2 separate regions of the Capsicum annuum genome follow, and region 2 is linked to region 1. Evidence: chromatin contacts called from public Hi-C data. All regions are on one chromosome and are shown on one strand. The core of a region is the stretch at or near the end of the contact, and the rest is flanking DNA. Distances in the headings are between cores, read along the strand shown.

Region 1 (5,127 bases), core at 755-3,254:
TTTATCAGTCACGTAATAGCCCCCAGCCCTTTCCTTGTGATGATTCATGCCTTGCTCATGCCGTTTTGTAAGAAAGATAAAATAAATATATAAAAGATCTATTTCTTATATCTTATATATAAAAAAAAAAACTTAATGACAGGTCATGCAAACTAGGAGAAAAGAAATATTTTTGAAGTGTCAAGTAGTTTTTGAAGAAAATAGGGATAGTTGGGTGATATTTTTAACCTAAAAGAAACAAAAGTGATCTTTGTAGGCAATTATGAAAACATGAATGACTATCGATGAAAATTACTCCAAATTACTAAAAACATATATCCATCCAAACAAGCTGTAATATATTTACATATGTATATAATTTTGGAAACTAAGGGACCGTTTGGCCATGAATTTTTTTTCCTTTTTTTTTGAAATTTTTTTTCGGAATTGGAAATGGTGGTGTTTGGCCATGAAAATTTGAACAATAATTTCGAAAATAAATTCTGAAAAGGGAAAACAGGTTTTTGGTGTTTTCACAATTTTCCAACTCCAATTCCAATTTTTATTATTATTACATATAACCCCAATCTTTTAAGTTTTTACATAAAACTCTCTTTATAACATTACTTTTTCAATATTATGTATATAGCAGTTTTAAAGAATAAGATAATTATAATTTCAAACTTAATGCTATCATAATTAATATATATCTCTTTTTCTCTCTTATTTAAGACATTATTTTACTGCTAATGATCTTAATTACTATAATATAATAATAATAATAATTTTTCTATTGTGATACGGACGTTTAAAGAATTATAGTCATGTAATTAATAATGGATAATCGTTTTCTATATTTATGAAATTAATAAAGTTGTAACATCTTAGTTTAACACCGCCACAAATTATTCTTATTTTTAATTTGATTATATATATTATATTGTGTACATCTTTATTATATTATTCAAATATAAATAGTTTATACCATATATATGCTAAAAATATAAATCGGTGATACATATTTTTCATAAAAAAAATATGTCTAATTTAACAAATTAATATCTTAAACTGCAACTGCTATCTTTATATACCATAATACTTGGTATCTTTATACAGAAAGTATTATATTTATACCCATAAATATTTAAAGTGTTATATTTATAATAGAAATATACAAAGTATGTTATATATAAAGTTTATACCTTGTATATATCATAGACACACATATATAAATATAGAAAGTATTAAGAAACATACTAAGCATATTTATAACATAAATTTACAAAGTATGTTATATATGAAGTTTATACCATGTATATATCATATACACATATAAATATATAAAGTATAAAGAAACATACTAAGTATATTTATATATTTATGGTATATGATATAATATACCATAAATATGCAAAGTATATTTTACATAAAAATAATTTATTTACACACAGTAAAATCTTTCATGTATAAAAAAATTTAAAAAATAAATTAGCGGCACCCTAAAATTTAATAACAACTCATCATTTCCTATTTTTTAGGAACGAAAAATAAAGGAAATAAATTACTAAAAAAAAGTAAATTTATTTGAAAGATAATATTTGTTACCTAAAAAATAGAAAGTAGTGATCTGTTAATATAAACCCATATTTAAAATTTTTAAATATGACAAAACAACTATTAATGTAAATATTATATACATCATAATTAAATATTATATACATCATAATTGAAATTCATTAAATATGGTGATGTATATGTAATTATTTTTATAAAAGCGGCTAATTGTGTTCTTTTTCGTTAGTAGGTAAATTTTAGTTGGATAATTTTGATAGTTTGTAAAAATTGGGGCATAAAGTCATATTTTAAATTTTTTTTCAAAATTCTAAATTTTTTTTTCAAAAAAGACATGATCAAACACAATTTCAACTCCAATTCTTAAAAATTTTAATTTTCATATTGAAACGGCTACTAAATATTCATTAAAATATTTTTTTTTTAAAGAAAAAGAAACGAGGACATGTATATTGTACCCATGAACAAGACAGAGACATTTATATCACACACACACTCTCCTCTCTTTTTAATATGTTCTCCATTTCCTACTCCTCTTCTTAATTTTCTTGGTATTTTTTCCCCCAAAATTCTAGAACATTCAATTTCCCACATATTTTCCCAAGAAAAAAACTGGGGTTTTCTCATTTTACTATAATATTTGTGGTTTTTGTTCCATTTTTGTTGCATTTATTGTTAGTGTTGTGTACTAAAATGGCAAGAAATGGTGTATTTTCACGGCGGCGTAAGGCGGAGATGGTGGAGGAGTTGGGTGAGTTAAGGGAGATTACTCATGAGGTTCATGTTCTTGCTGTTGATGATAGTCTTGTGGATAGAATTGTTATTGAACGTCTCCTCAAAATTACTTCTTGTAAAGGTGAAAATTTTGTACTTTGTCCCGTTTTGATTTGTTTGGCCTACTTTTCATTTTAGTCTGTCTAAAAAGGAATGACCTTTTAATTTGTTAGCAACTCTTTAGTTTCATCATGTTTTGTACAAAAAAAAAAGTCTCTTTCGTTTTTTAGCAATTCTTTAATTTTAATATGTCGAAGAGCATAAGATTAAATGATATTTGATACATTTGACGTGTTTTTAATTTAAATTTGACATATCTTTAATTTAAGTCTCCGAGCTTTAAAACTTTCTTTAGTTTTTTAAACTTTGTATCTGAGTTAAACTAGGTTAAATAAATTGAAATGGAGGGAGTAATAATTTATTTTTTTTGTGAAAAAGTGGGAGTTTGAAGTGTGTGTTTTATTGAAATTGTACAGTGACTACTGTGGATAGTGGGATGAGAGCATTGAAGTATCTTGGATTGGACGGAGAAGAGAGTTCTGTTAGCATTGATGTAAGGAATTTTTGTGATTTTTTTGTTGGATTTTTTTAATAGATTTTGATATTTTATTTTTGTGATGTTAGGGTTTGAAGGTGGATCTGATAATTACAGATTATTGTATGCCTGGAATGACTGGTTATGATTTGCTCAAAAAGATTAAGGTACTTGTTTTGCCCTTTCTTTTCATTGTTCATTTAGTTTATGTTGCTTGCAATGAAGGAGAGCCTCAGTGGAACCGGTAAAGTTGTTGCCACATGACCAAGAGGTCCGAGCTGATCCTTTTTGCTTGAAAGATTAATGTCTGAGTTTCTTATAGGAAAAATTTAATCAATGTACTTAAGTTTCCAAATTTGTATTTGTGAAACAGGGCTCATCTTTTAGGGAAATTCCAGTTGTAATCATGTCTTCTGAAAATGTTTTGGCTAGAATTGACAGGTACTTTTAAATTCACTTGCTGCTGGATTTTGTACTTCTTATTTCCTTGTGTGCCTTGATATATTCTGTTTGACTAGTGAATTTATAAAATAGAATACATGAAAACGTTGAATATATTTTTGCTAGTGACTTTTGCTTTGGAACCTTGTGTGATTAGATGTTTATAGATTTAGGAACTTCTGGAATTCTCTAGTCTTAAATGAATGGAACGAAGCAAATACTAATTGACATTGCATTTACTTTTTCAAAAAAGAGTCTAAGAACTTTAGTAATACCCCATTGAGGGGCGGAGCCACCCTTGTTCAATGGGAGTCAATTGACATCCTTCTCCGGACACTGTGTAGATAGGTTCATTTTCTTGAGGTATGTATACTATATGTTGAAATCTTTGGCTTGTTTTTGCGTTTATATCTTTATATTTTGAATCTCCTTGTTAAAAATCTTGGCTCTCCCACAGACTCCAAAGAGAGAAGGAAACTTAATAAAACTAGAAGGGTAGTCCCATTGACAACCTAAAGCTATCTTCCAATTAATTTAAGAAAAAATAAATAATCGAGGAAGTAACACTGACAACCTAAAGCTATCTTGCAATTAAATTAAAGATAGCATCAAATCTTTATGGATCCTATGTACATGTGCTTTCAAGATCTGTTTGATTCTTTAATTAATCAATTGTGATAAAATAAGGTTTTGACTTGCATATTTTGGAAGTTGTGATCAGTTATTATTATTGTTCAGCCAGTTTCTTGCATGACCAAAAACAATGTATGAACAACCACTTCATTAGTTTAATGTCATATACCAAAAAAAAGAGTAGTTGGATTCGTACTTTACAATATCATAGTTCAGAGCATCTCTTTGTCTGCTTATTCAATAGTTGTATTTAGTATTATAAAGAAGAATGCATGTTCTTATTCTAGTAAAGTTTGGATTAACAATATATGCAATTTTAGTATGCCACTAATTAATGTTTAGCTTTATATGCAATTTTGTTGTACCACGAATAAATGTCGTTGCATAAAGCATTGTTTGAAGGTCGCATTGTAAAAGTTGTGGCTTTAAGATTGTTTATGAGGAAGAAATGCCTTTAAGAAACAAATTTGGAAAAAGGATGTTTGCTCTTTAACTTAAATTAGTTACTTATCTTGGAGAGGAATCGCTTCCTCAGAGCTATGATATTATCGTTGGTAGTGCAGAATTTAGAGTTTTTTAGTGAGACTCTCGTAATTAAACTGATTCTAATTCTATAACAGATGTCTGGAAGAAGGCGCTGAAGATTTCCTACTGAAGCCGGTGCAATTGGCGGATGTAAAACGTTTGAAGAGTTACATGTTCAACGAGGATCGATTTAGAGGGGAAGAAAAAGGAATGAACAAGAGAAAGTTGCCAGAATCTTCGTCTGATGATTCATCAACCCCAACTCTCTCACCTTCACCATCTTTGTCGCCTTCACCATCGCCCTCACCATCACTTGACCTCTCATCAACACCTTCACCACCATCCACTTCCTCCCCGTCATCCCCCAAAGTATTTTTATCCTCCCTTTGTACTGATTCATCTGTACATTCCACCGATTCTTCCATGCCCTCTTCGCCAACATCACCCGGTTCACCATCAAGACGACTCAAAATGAGCAGCCAAGATTTGTGACGGTATACAGTTTATGTATTTTACTTCCCTTTTTGCTACTTATGGGGTCCTCGAACCCCCCTCCATCATCGCGGCACACAATGTAGACAAACCAATTGCCCCTTAGTACTAGCGAGGTTTTTTGTTGGCTTGTCACTTTTCGGACACATGATCGATGATATCGTTTAATCACACAA
Region 2 (5,127 bases), core at 1,096-3,595, 160 kb before region 1:
TATCAAACTCATCATCTTTCTTTTAAAAAAACTCATAATTTTTCTTCTGTCTCCCCTAGTTAACAACCTGGGGGAGGGGGGGTTAAGAGTAGAGTTACTCATGTATTAAACTATGTATAACTTATATAACCTTTGACAGGTGGATAAGAAATAAGTAGTTCATGTACAAAATTCATACAATGTTTGGTTTACAGTTTAAAAATTCATAACTAATACATATAAATGGAATAAATTATACATGAATAACCAAAATCTACAAAAAAAATAATACATAAATTTCTTCCTAACTAATTCATGTATTACTAATGTTTGCATAACATTAACCAGCAAACCAACGATCCCAAAATTATGTGCCTTTAGGATAAGTTCTACAACATGAAATTATTGTTGAAAAATGTTGAATTTAAATAGAGTTAATTAACTAATAAAATGAGTTTACTCAAAAATTATTCAAACACAGCAATAACCACAACTAGGAGCCTAAATGAAATTCCCCTTGCACTATATAGTGATCAAAGTTATGTCAGAAATTTTCAAAAACCATGCAGACAGAATATTGCAGAGATGAATCTAGATGTCGAAATAGGTGCGAATGGAACAAGTGGAATGTTATGTTTACGAGTGACAATATAGGGTTCAACCAAAATAACACTAACATATTGTCTTCAGAACTTTATTTACACAATCAGAAAAAGAGTTTTTGATACAGCAAACTGATTGATCAAAAATTTAGGTGCACATGTATGGATTATATTCCTTTATATGATGGATCAAAAATCTCATCAGAAGAAAGTCACCTACAAGAAACTCATCCCAACTTAATCATGAACAGAGTCTCTACCTAAAACAAAATTTTAATTAGGGGTCTTAAGTATACACAAATACACATAAAATATAGTGTTCTCAAATGACATAAAGCTTTAATTCTTATTAACAAGATGTAAGTAATGTTTTTGCAATAATTTACTTTGGATTTTGTTGTAAAGACTTTATTTATTAATACGATATTCAAGTTATTTATTGAAAGTTCTAAAATGTTTTCGATAAAGGATAGATAGTTTTCTTTTTTCCCTGTTATACAAAATTTTAACCCTTTTTTTTTACAATTTCAATATTGTTTTAAATGAAATAAAAACAGTAAAAAATTATGAGACACTGAATATAAACTATACTCATAATACAGAAATATGAAGCATAAATTAAGCTCGCAAGCATGCAATTATTCATCTTCCCAACACCCCACCTCCCCCAACAAGATAACTTCAACCCAGAAAATTCAACAACTATATGTATCTTTTAAAGTTATCAAACTACTATTTTGTTGCTGTTATAGATACTTTCTCATAACTTTGATTTGTCGCAGCCTAGCGTCTTTCAGAAACAACCTTTTTACCTCCATGAAGTAGGGGTGAAGTCTCGGTACATTCTACCCTACTCTACAATTACCAGGCCCCACTTGTGAGATTTCACTAGGTATAGTATTGTTGTTGTAACCTATTCCTATCACATTTCATCAATTAAACACCAACCCACCAAAATTTACTCTACAAATCAACTAAATACAAATTAAATCCACAATTATCATTAAAAAAAACGAATCCACTAACCAAAAGATGTATAGTAGCACCACCAATGCCACGATCACCAGGACCAGTAAACTCAACTCTTGCTTCATTCTCATAAAAACAAGCTCCTTTCCAACTAATCGACCCGTTATTTGGAGCAAGTGATCCAATATAAGTTGGCAACAAATCAATTGCACTATGCAAACTACTAAGCACGGGCCAAGAAACTTGACGGGGTAATACCGGAAGTACATCCTTAACCCTAAATGGCATTTTCAATGCATTCCCAAAACCTAAATTTAACCCAATTCCCAATATCCATAGCAATGTTAAAAAACACAGCTTCTTTGGTCTATACATCACTGAAAAAGGTGAATTTAACAGCAATTTGCAGATCCTTGATTATGGATATTTTGGGAATTTCTTTTGGGAATTATTCAGATTCGATTTAGGGTTCCATTGGGTGGAAAAATTTGAGTTTCGAATTGGGATTTTTTTGTTGGATTTATTGAGAAGGGGATGAGATTTGGGAAATGTGGGTGTTATTGTTCGTTAGGTTTGTGTTATGATTGAAGTGGATATTCCCAAATTCTTTAGATAGTACAATATTGGGAAAATTTTATTTTATTTTATTTGAAGAATAGGTAGGATTAATAATAGAAAATTGTGAGTTATAGTTTTTATAATGTTTAAAGTGGGTACGTGACAAATCTATTATTGATGAAAAGGACAGAGTTGCTTTGGTGATATCATTGTCTTTGAGACCAGATTCAAAGTTCCTACAAGGTCTTCTCTTTTTTTAATTGTTCTATTTCGACTTCCTTGAAAAGAAATTACTTGCAATGTGTTGATTTCCTGTATGGTAAATTATACTCCCGTCGTCTCAAATTATTCATTCCAAATTCAAATAACACATTAATTAAAAAAATAATTAATGACATAACTAATTTATCATTGTACTCCTATTAAATAATATTTACATTTTAATTTGAAAAAAAAATTAATGCAAAGGGTAAAACATAGAAAAAAAATTATTTCTTCTTGATTAATGAAAAAAAATAAGTAAAATGAAAAATCATATTAAAAAATTTAAGATAGATAATTTGAAACGGAGGAAGTATTATGGTTTTGAAGTGGGTGACAGATAACGAATTAACAATAAACATTTAATCGTTAAATAACAATGTTTTTTTATTCTCGCTTTTTTTTTTAATCTAGGACGACTCAAATCTAAAATCTCTAGTTAAGAATCAAAGATTATTTATCACTCCACCATAATCATTATTAATAGGGTATGTAGTAGTTGTAAGTATTTACATCAAGTCAAAAAAATTAACTTTAGTAAAAATTATATTAATTAATGTAGAAGTATGTCACTTATAATATATTTATGTAGAAGAAGAAAAAGATTGTCCGATGTATTAAAGTTTTCATTATGTATAAGATCCAAAAAAACTAATTTGATATAAATATTGAATATGAATTTATTTTTTTTGATAAGTAACATTTTATTTACCAAAATGACCATACATAACAGAAAGCAGAGTTGGACAAAACCTGTCTCAAATCTTGGTACAGCCTCCAATCAAAACTGCCCCTATCTATACTATCTTAGCAAATTAGTGGTACATATTAAGAGTTTGCATCCTATTTATGAGCTTAACTTACTGGAATCCTCGAACATATATAGCCTGTATGACTTGTCGAATAATAATCTCAGATGTGTTTTGTTTGTGCTGAAAAATGTGGTTATTTCTTTCCATCCATAAATAATAAACAGCTCCAGCCATAGTCATATGAAATATTTGTGCTTTGCTACTTCAACCCTCCATACTTCTAATAGCCCACTATACCTCCTAACTCCATGGCAAATTATACCTCAGAATTTCTTACCATTGTAACAACTTACACCATACTATACCAGAAAATCTACATGCAAAAAATAAGTGATCAATATCCTCATCGAGTTCCCGACACAATGGATATATCAGAGATTCAACTAAAACCCACTTAGCTAGCCTAGTATTCCAGGCAAGATACAAAATAAACAACCACCTAGGAGCTCCATAATTTGACCAAACAAGTTTCCCCCAATTCACCGATTCCATCACACCCCTTATTTTTCCATACATTTCTTTTATAGAATACTTCTCCATGCTCAGTATATCTTGTTCAATAAACCCAACAACTTAGAGATGTTTAAACGTCTTCAAGATTCTATGGACCAACCATGATGCTTACCTGTTCTGTAATCCCCAAACATCATCATTCCCATAATAAATGCCACCCAAATAACCTCGAAACACCCTAGGTTTTGATCATTAGAAAATTTCCTGGGTTTTGGACTCTCTGGACATCATACGACTCACCATATCAGTTGTATGGTGTGGGTATGGTTCAGGTGGCCCAGTCGTATGTTGTCCAGTATTGGTGGTGGAGTTTTTAGAATGGGTATGACTAGGTGGGTACGAGTCGAATAGTTGGTGACAGGTCGTATGGTTGGTGATGGGTCATTTGGTCGGGTATAGTCCAACGCTTATGTTGGACAGTGTCCAATCCCTCTCAATTCTGCCTAAGGTACGATTTTATGGTACTAATCGTATGGTTGGGTACGATTGGGGTTTGGTGGTCGTATGTTTGACAGTGTTAGATGCCTAAGGTACGAGTGGTGGATACCACTCGTATGTAATTGTACGAGTGGTATGGTGGATTCGTACCCTCCTATGGGAATTTTATACTGTATAAGTTGGGGGTATTCTGGAGATTTTCCCTTATAACTCTTTGGGACCCTACAATGCAAAACACCCTTTTAAGGCTTCATTAACCTATTTGCAATCACTCAAACACTCTAAACTCTCTTAAAAACTCTCAAGGCTCTTGGGTTAAGTAAAAGCTAGGGTTTCCTTCAAGGTGGTCTATTAAAGCTCATAGGGGTGATTTCTTCTCATCTTCTTCTTAATCTAAGGCAAGATACTCCTTCCTCATTGTTAGTTCTAACTAAAGACATATTTTATGAATTGTTTGCATGACATAATTGTTGTATGGTTTTGAGTTTTCAAATATATGTTGGGGGTTTTGGTTATAATGGTTGGTTATGGTTTTCCTATGTCTTATACTTATGGTTTTCATATTATTATGGTGGCTTGAACATTCGGTTGCAAAGGAATGGCTAATTGGTACTTGGTTTTGGCTTTGAAAACATTATGCCCCCAACATATTAAATGCCTATGAGAATATTTTTGGTTAAATTATTAGACTTTCATTAACCTATTGCATGTATAACTTGGTAATGGAACCCTAAATGGTTTAAATGATTTGGAATGGTTAAATGGTAAGGTCTTGGTGGTTATGGTTGGTCTAATTGAAAGCCTTGTGGGGTACAAGGGAATCCCTCAAGCAACTTAATAATGAAACACTTGTGGGGTACATGAGATCGCCCTAAGCAACTAAATAATGTAATCTATGGGTACATGGGAATCCCTTCTTCTCTATAGGTTGCTTAGGACATTACCTGCAAGCTATAGTCGGTATGATGATACCACTTCTTATAGCCTTGGTTAAT

What was found. A called contact is a pair of places that touch in the nucleus more often than the background predicts.
Region 2: a Hi-C map of leaf shows a contact between it and region 1, with 2.1 times the contacts expected there. The contact joins the promoter of LOC107847681 here to the promoter of LOC107848380 in region 1. A contact is called at or near these places in 2 of 5 Hi-C or Micro-C datasets (bud and leaf).

What each region holds. Positions count from the first base shown.
Region 1 is chr11:37,819,435-37,824,561 of UCD10Xv1.1, reverse strand. It overlaps LOC107848380 (two-component response regulator ARR5), which reads left to right and starts at 2,004. Exons shown (of 5, transcript XM_016693143.2): 1 at 2,004-2,407; 2 at 2,802-2,878; 3 at 2,950-3,027; 4 at 3,234-3,301; 5 at 4,555-5,127. The coding sequence starts at 2,245. The coding sequence ends at 4,951.
Region 2 is chr11:37,975,636-37,980,762 of UCD10Xv1.1, reverse strand. It overlaps LOC107847681, which reads right to left and starts at 2,345. Exons shown (of 7, transcript XM_016692080.2): 1 at 1,608-2,345. The coding sequence starts at 1,925.